Linked DNA regions of Zea mays: region 2 is linked to region 1. Evidence: chromatin contacts called from public Hi-C data. All regions are on one chromosome and are shown on one strand. The core of a region is the stretch at or near the end of the contact, and the rest is flanking DNA. Distances in the headings are between cores, read along the strand shown.

Region 1 (4,398 bases), core at 1,377-3,876:
AATACCCTTATTTAAGTGCCAATGGGTACAACATCCCGTGGGGGTGATAGTGGATAACTACGGACTCACACTGGTAGACTTAAAGAAAGTAGGATATAAAGATGACCCGTGGGTTCTCGCTGAATGTGTTGCACAAGTGTTCTATGTACTCGATCTAGCAGATGAGAAGATGCATGTAGTTATTTCTGGAAAGCAAAAAATTGTTGGAGTTGAGAATGTGGGAGACGGAGATGAAAATACAATAAGTATGAAGAGATGTTCGTCTTTAACAGTCCAGAGAGAATCAAGCGTGTGGAAAAGAAAATTGATAAGAACTTAAAGCCATACATGCGGAAAAATGGTAGTTTATGAAAAATTGTATGAATCAAATTGTATTTGTTAGCATGTATGATCGACTATGCATTGTGGTTGCGAATTAATTTAAAATCTCTCTAGTTATCTATGTGTGCTATTAAAATTCATTTAAATTGTATTTGCATTTTTTTTGTTAAAAATTAAAATATTAATATGGTAATCAAATCATAATCGGTTCTAATTGAGAACCGCTTGTGATACGAGTAGTGCATCACAGGCGATTTTTTCATTACGGACCATTTGTGAAACAAATCGAGCACCACAAGCGGTTTGTATTTCGGACCGCTTGTGATACTAATACATCACAGTCGGTCCGAATAGCCTGGGACATCCTAGGCGGTTTTCTATCCGAACCGCCTGGGATGTAAAAAGCCTACCGCTTGTATAGAGCCAAATTGTACTAGTGCGTGGAATATCCCATCATTTAACATGTTACTTATAAACTTAGACACGCATAAAATCTTCGGCCGAGGCATTAAGATTATCTAAAATACGGCAACGCCCAACCCAGACAATAGTAACATAAAAAGGATCTAGCTAAACATTATCATGATGACGATTTAAACAGTAGACTAAGGGGCTGTTTAGTTCGTGGCTAAACCTGCCACACTTTGCCTAAGGTTAGTCGTTCGAATTGAAGAACTAACCTTAGGCAGAAAAGTTAGGCAAAGTGTGGCAAGTTAGTCATTAAACCAAACAGGCCCTAAATACTGCAAGCTTGCATAACAACAGCGGCAAGGGAGAGTTCAGAATCCCTACTTCTGTACTGGGCTCTTTGGCCCTCATGTCTGGCTTCTTTTCTTGCTCCCAGCTTTGCTTTTGGATTTTTTGTGGGAGGCATTCTATGATGGGCTAGCTTCATCACATTGCTGAGGACGTTGAATGACACCATCAGCTGCATTTGTTGCATTGAGCACCTCTGAAAGTGAGTAGGGCTAGACGAAATACTCGTGGGCTCTGTAACTCGCTCGACTCGGCTCGTTAGTAGTTCGGCTCGACTCGGCTCATTTTAATTTTATAGTGAGTCAAGCTAGCATTCTAGCTCGGTTCTCTAATGAGCCAGCTCGGGTTAGCTCGTGAGCTAGCTCGCGAGCCAAACGAGCTAAGCCACAACACAAGTTTGTCTAGTCGTTCGTGTCGTCTCATCTCTCGTAGTCTTGTTTTCTCGTAGTTATGATCTGTAACGTGGACATATGTGAATGTGTCATGTGCTTAAATATTTGCATTATTGCATGGCTACATACCGACATTGAATATTTAATATTTGATTATTGGTTATGGTTTCGTGAACTTCGTTTCTAGCATCATATGGTGTTAGTGTTGTGCAATAAAATGTTACATATTTGTGGAATGGATGATGAATTACTTTATAATGATGCTTATTGCTATCTTATAATAAGGTTTATAAATCAGTAAGTCAGTACATATTTGGTTATTTAATTTAATATTAAAAGTTAGAAGCGCTAGGACGATGTTATGATAATAATATTATAAAGGTTTTGGGTTTGTAGTGTTAAACACTTAAAATATGATTTTTCAGTTATATATATATTTATGTATATAGATCTTTGTATTTAGTTGTGTGACTCGCGAGCCTAACGAACTAGCTCGAGCTTTCTAACGAGCCGAGCTGAGCCAGCTGTTATTTAGCTCGTTACATTAACGAGCCATAACGAGCCGAGCTGGCTCGATATCCATCCCTAAAAGTGAGCACCCCTTCAAATATCGAGAAAATGAAGTAATTAAAGAACAAGGAAGATTAGAGCTCCTCTATAGAGCTATGCCTCTCTCCTGCCATGAGGGCATGAGGGCCATGACGGAAACGTTGCCACGGTTGTTTCCCTATAGTACACAGAATATGAAGTTGGGGGAGATATGGGGGAGAATGTTGGAGACAGCCTACAAACTACTCCCTTCATTTTTATTATTTCACGTTTTGTAGTTCAATTTTACACTATTTGACGTCGAATAAAAAAGGATGCATGTAGTATATATTATGAGGTTGAACTAATTTGTACCTTGAATAAAGAAAATTAGTGCCCCACTGGAAAAAAAACGGTCCACCTAATTTGTTGGAAGCGAAGTTCAAAACTCAAGAGAAAATGACCATAATGCATTAAATTTCCGATCAAACTTGCGAGAGACAGTTCTGAACAAGACGTTGAACTCGCGCCATTGATGCTTCTTAATTTAATAGCAGTGGCGGTTGCACTCCTCCCACGACGGTGGCCATAGTTTAGTCGCAGCAGTACAGGCTCCACTTGGGAGCGAGGACGAGGAGGCGGGTGCCGCTCCTGTGGCTTCGCCATGTGCTCTCGCCCCGCGTCCTCGGCTCCTCCCTCCTCGGTATCTACATGCCATTATGCCAAGATCTCCCACTCTCCGATCTGACCAGGGCCGGGCCACCGCAGCCATTTGCGTCTGCTCTTCCCGAATCCCTGTCTCGCTTTGCCCTCCGTTTCTCCAGCTATAAAGCCGGGGGGTCCTGTGGCGTGTGACCTTTTTATACCGGATGTGCAGCGCAGGGTCAACTTCGTCAGGTTTCTTGGCTCCAACAACCTTCCTGGGTCACTCTGTAAGTACACTGGGCTGGGGGAGTGAGAGTGCCTCATGTTCTTGATTGGCTGGATGTTCTTGGATAGGATGCTCATCCATCTTGGTTGCTGCTTTTGCTAACCCCGTACGTTCTGCCGATCTGTTCTGTTCGTCTTTGCTGAACATGAACTCTTAGTTCAGTCGAGTTGCCGTACAGTATTCCAGATCAAGTGTGGGGGCTCAGATCCACAAGACCACTACGTGTTCAAAATACCTGCAGTTACTTACTAACACATACTGTCGAATTCTTTGATATGATTCTAAAACTTGTATGGTATGATGAGCTCGAGTCTAGTTGACCCTCCCCAGCTGAAAGTATTTGAAGTTTGATTCATTGTCTATTTCTTTTCTGTGTTCACTGCATCGAGAGTTTAGTTCGTTGTTTTCTTTCTCCGTGTGACTCTGCTCTCTTCATTCGATTCACACTGTTGTTAATTATCAGCCAGTCAGTCAATCTCAAACTCTCCATGCGGTTTCAAAACATTTGATGGCAACTCCGCTCCTCTGAATTCGACTGCTACCCAGAAACTGTAAAGAGATGGGGTGTGGCCCATCAATCCCCGACAAGTACACGATAGGTGGGAAGGGGCGCAAGCGCCGGAGCGTCATACAGGAGGTTGCCGTGTTCGTGCCCACCATCCGCATCCCAGTGGCCTCTGACATAGCTCATCCGCTCAGGGGAATAGTTTCCAAGGATCTTGTCGACCGACTCTCCACACTCCGTGCCCATGTCGCCTCGCTGGCTGAAGAAATCTGTATGTTCATCTCTGATCTGTCGTTACTACTGCTCAGCTCTGCTCTGCTCGCCGCCTGAGCTTGGTTATTGTAAAAGGTTCTGATTTACTGTTTTGAAATTGGCGACCCTATGCTATGCGAAGATCACGCGGACGTATCAGCTGTTCAAGAACTGCAGCATGCGCTAGAGGAGTACTTGCCAGTTGTTCTTGGTTTAACAACGAAAGGTTCCAGCCTTTTCTTGTTCACTTCTGTGTAATCTCTTTGTTTTTTTTTTTTTGAGGAATCTCTTCTGTATAATCTTCATGGTTAATCACTCAAAGAATTACAATGTAAATCTGATTGGTCTGAACAGAGAGCCGTCTTGAATCGTCAGTACAGTTCAGATGGAAGACCTTAGACGACGACCAGGCGAGAGTCTGGCACCTTTGCTAGTGTTTTAGTTCCTGTTATTATTTGGGTGCCTCTACTGATTGGATTACAGGATGTTTTTTTTTCTTATTCAGGAGTGTTGTCTGGCGAGCGCGTGGTATGAGGTGCTCTCGGTGGTCCACATGATGGCCATGCTTGCGTTGTTTGAGGCTAACCTATTGCTCATCCCAAAGAGCAGCCAAGGTGGTGGTGAAAGGAAGGTAGCAGAAGGTCTGTCTGTTCATCTCTTTGAAGTAGACATCCATGATTATTTTGACACTCCTAGTAACTTCTGTACCTTCT
Region 2 (4,398 bases), core at 1,295-3,794, 300 kb before region 1:
TTCCCCTCTCCTACACAGCTTGTAACCCCTACTACAGGCACTTCGGTGCGAGTAATATAAACTGCATCCCCCTCTGCTGGAAGTAGGGCCTTGCATTGCCCGAACTAGGATAAAACGCTTGTGTCAACTCGCATCACCATCTGGATCTGGGGCACGCAACATCACTTCACTAGTTGGTTAGGACCACGAGTCCAAACACCGACACCTACTTACTATCTCCTATTATACTAACTCTTTGGATAATGGACATGTTGATGCTAGCACAGTCAAAACCACACGCTTTGGACATGTACAACTCTCTTAAATACCCTCACTCTTGAGAGTCTCTAGGGGATAAGTGAAAAAAATCAGTAAGCCATCTTTTTATGAAGGGTCTGACTATGACTTTTCAACCCAATTAATACCCATCCCTTGAACTGTCTTTAGAGGTAATACATTATGATTAAGAGACATTATGTTATATGGATATGGTCTTTTAGCTGTCTCTTCTGCTTAGAAAGTCATAGCTAATTAATAGTTTATAAAGAGCGATTGTATATTCTCTCCCTCTTCTACCTATCACATTGCTTCACCAATTAGTTTCCATGTAGACACAATTTTTCCTTAAGAAAATTGTTTACTTATCTCTTGTGACTAGTTTCTCTCCCTATTTAGATATGCAGAAAATCTTTATATGACTCCACTAATGTATTCTATATGCAGAAATTGTTGCCCAATAAGAGTAAAGGTTAAGTCATATAAAACGAATGGTTTGATCCTCTTGTTTTAATTACATTTATGTCTTCATATAAGCCAACTATAAAAATGTATTTCATAATTAGTCTAATAACATTATTCATATAATAAATGTTTAATTTTTATATAGATTTGGTCTAATCTAAAATCGTTTGACCCCTTAAAAGTAACTATTGCATTTTTAGAATGGAGGGAGTATGTACCCGTTCTTTGAAATGTCTAAATACATAATCTCGTAACAGTTTAGGTCTCTTTTGGATCAAAGTACAATTTTCTGGATCCTACGTTTTTTGTGTTTTTGTTTTGAACTAATTTATGTGAAATTCCTATATCATTTTTGTGAAATTCATGTGTTCCAAAGAAACTCTTACTATCCATTCGCTTTATTTGAGTTTTTGTTTGGTTGATTGTATGCTCGAGACGTGTGTCGCATAAGCAGATGCAAAATAAGTTACTTTGGTTGCATCTAGAGATACCCTCAAAATGGACGTATCCAGTTGGCCAGGATCATGCGTGCCTGTGCGTGCTTGCCCACCCAACCAATCAAGCGTTTAGTGTAGCTAAATATAATTTTATTGTAACAAAATTATTACATAGATTGTTGGAAGTTATTCAATGTCGCATCCTACTTAATTAATAAGAGCATATGAAAAACACTAGATCAACATGGGAGGCAGAGTTATCATGCCATGATCACTACACTGTTTATATAGTGGAGTTTGAAATAAAGAGTATGATATAAGATGTGATAAGAAGTTTATTGGAGATAACCTTATATTTCAACAGGACACAATGTTTCAAGAAATATATTGTCATCTAACAGCATTGATCACCGTCTTTGAAATGATGAGTTTCTTCTCAATCTCCCTAGCGGGTTCAGTGAACATTTTGTCATGCTTGTGATTTAAAGCCAGTACGTTTGGCTTTAATTCGTACAGTTTCTACTGGTTCTATAATATTTTGTCTTTATCGATTGTAGTTATAGCAGTCCGAACATCTGACTTTAGGAGGTGTTTGATTTATAGGGACTAAGGTCTCGTTTGGTTTGAGGGACTAAAGATTAGTCACTTCATTTTAGTCCTATTTAGTCACTAAATTGTCAAATGGTAGGACAAAAACATGGACTAAATTGTTTTAGTATGTAGTCTCTTAAGAGGTGACTAAAAGAGACTAAACCATTTAAATTCCACTTTTTGCTCTCTTTTATTTCAGTTGCATTAACGACGAGGAATGTTATGAGGTATTTTAGTCCTCTTATAATTTATTTAATGTGTTTTAAATTGTTTTAGTCCCTAGAACCAAACAGAGTAGGGACTAAACTTTAATCTCCTAACTAAACTTTAGTCTCTGGGCTAAATGAATCAAACGGGGCCTAATTTTTAGTTCCTCTGTTTTATTCAATTTTAGTCTTTAAATTGTTAGATATGGATAGTCCTTGTATTAACAATCTAGAGACCAAAATATTATAAAATAAAGGAACTAAAAATTAATTCCTATAAACCAAACATCCCTTAATCCTAAGCGAACAACTCCTTGCTTTCTCAATCCCATTGATAGTGAACTGCCTACTGTCAAATTATTTTATTTTTTGTCTTACAATTATTGTACAAACCACCCTGGAATTCCTGTAAATGCACAATTGCAGAAACATTCATATAGAGACAAAACAACAAATAGAGAAAAAAAAGATGTTTACAGATTGGCTCCCTCATTGGTTGGCTGTCTGTGTCCTTCCTCCCGTTCTTCCCTTGCTTCCCCGTCGCGCTGTTCAACGTTCAAACCCTTACACCTCCTCCTCCCTTGGCCGCGCAGTCGCCATTGACGACCCCCTCTCACTCTCCCCTCCCTTAAATCCCTCCTCTCCCCGCGTCCTTCTCCCCATCAACGCTTCATTCGCTCCAGTCTCATCGAATCCAATTCACAGCCAGCCAGACAGGGCGGGAGATCTCCAAGAAGCTATCTTGGAATCCGAGAACACCTTGCATTCGCGGTCAGTCAAGGATTCGAATTCTGACGGACGAGCTCTCCGGCCAAAAAAAGTCAAATAATTTTCGGGATAGCTCGGGTGGCGTCTCGGCAACCGGAGGAGACCCCGGGGGATTAAGGAAGGGGCAAGATGGTGAGGCTGCCTTACACAACGGCGCTGACCACGCTGTTCAGCTACGGGCTGCTCTTCGCCTTCGGCCAGCTCAGGGATTTCTTCCGCAAGTTCGTCGACTGGTTCAAGGCCAAGAACGTCAAGGTACGCAGGGCGGCCGGCCGGCCGGCCGGCCGAATTCCGCCTCCCCGCACCCGGATCCGGGAGATCCCGTCCCAATTTTTCTTGGTATTTCTGATTCAGCGTTTGGCTTCATACAGGGCTACGCGCCGATCTGCCTGGGACTGGAGGATTTCTATGTGCGACGACTGTACCTGCGGATCCAGGTGAGATAAACACATCCGAATTCATTGATGTCCGAAGAAATTTCTGTGTATTATCTTGAAAATAGGCTGTGCAGGTGTATATTTGGAGCGCCCTATCCGAGTACATTGAAGTATGCTATATGTTCAAAGGATTAGATTTTTTTGTTTATTTATGAGCATTTTAAATGCAATCTTCCTGATTTTTATGCCTATTCTTTATGCATTTGAATGTCTTATGCACCTGGCACTAGTGAACATATATGCCCGCTATGAATATTATTCTAGACCAAAATACTATATATTCTGAAATACTTGGAGCTGTAAATTACATGTATTTTCCTGGTTAATGTCGGATTCAAGTCTGTTTTGCTAAGCAAGATTGTGCACCTCAGGATATAACCAATCCGTCCTTTGTGGTTTTACAGGATTGCTTTGGTAGGCCGATAGCAAGTGCACCTGATTCATGGTTTGATGTTGTTGAGCGCACCTCAAACGACAATAACAAGACATTACAGTAAGCATTTATTCTATTATTCTAATTTATGGAAACAATTTCAGCTTAGCCAATACGACAATAGGCTAAACATAGTTAAGCATATCTTTCATTCACTTTTCAAGATGTAAATTGAATGATCATTCAGACATAAATTATTGCAAGAAAAACAAGTTCGAACTGTCGCTAATGCTCATTATTGTTGCAGGCGTACCTCAAATACCACTAAATGCCTCAACCTGGGCTCGTACAACTACCTTGGCTTTGCCGCAGCAGATGAGTACTGCACTCCACGTGTTATTGATTCTCTCAAGAAATACTCAGCAAGCACCTGCAGTGTTCGTGTCGATGGAGGTATGCTACATTCTCAACATGCTTATATTTTTACAACTTTTTAGGAACATAAGCTGATCCCTTTCATCTTGTGACAGGTACGACCAAGCTTCACACTGAGCTGGAGGAGTTGACTGCACGTTTTGTTGGAAAGCCTGCTGCTATCCTCTTTGGCATGGGTTATGTTACAAACTCTGCCATCATTCCCTGCCTAATTGGAAAGGTCTGATCAAATGCTTATATATCCACTTTATGAAAAATGTGGCTAACCGAGGTGATTACTTTACTGTATCTAAACTGAGGATGATCATTTATTTTACCTTTTTGCATTATTTCAGGGTGGGCTGATAATTAGTGACTCTCTGAATCATAACTCAATTGTCAATGGTGCGAGAGGATCTGGTGCAACTGTTAGGGTTTTCCAGCATAACTGT

Evidence for each region. Hi-C and Micro-C count contacts between places; a contact is called where the count stands out from the background.
Region 2: a Hi-C map of tassel shows a contact between it and region 1, with 3 times the contacts expected there. The contact joins the promoter of LOC100285632 here to the promoter of LOC100383322 in region 1. A contact is called at or near these places in 2 of 25 Hi-C or Micro-C datasets (ear and tassel).

What each region holds. Positions count from the first base shown.
Region 1 is chr4:23,618,411-23,622,808 of Zm-B73-REFERENCE-NAM-5.0, reverse strand. It overlaps LOC100383322, which reads left to right and starts at 2,626. Exons shown (of 12, transcript NM_001175980.2): 1 at 2,626-2,929; 2 at 3,475-3,704; 3 at 3,828-3,911; 4 at 4,040-4,095; 5 at 4,191-4,326. The coding sequence starts at 3,488.
Region 2 is chr4:23,917,232-23,921,629 of Zm-B73-REFERENCE-NAM-5.0, reverse strand. It overlaps LOC100285632, which reads left to right and starts at 2,544. Exons shown (of 12, transcript NM_001158523.1): 1 at 2,544-2,977; 2 at 3,094-3,159; 3 at 3,564-3,652; 4 at 3,840-3,985; 5 at 4,063-4,187; 6 at 4,303-4,396. The coding sequence starts at 2,852.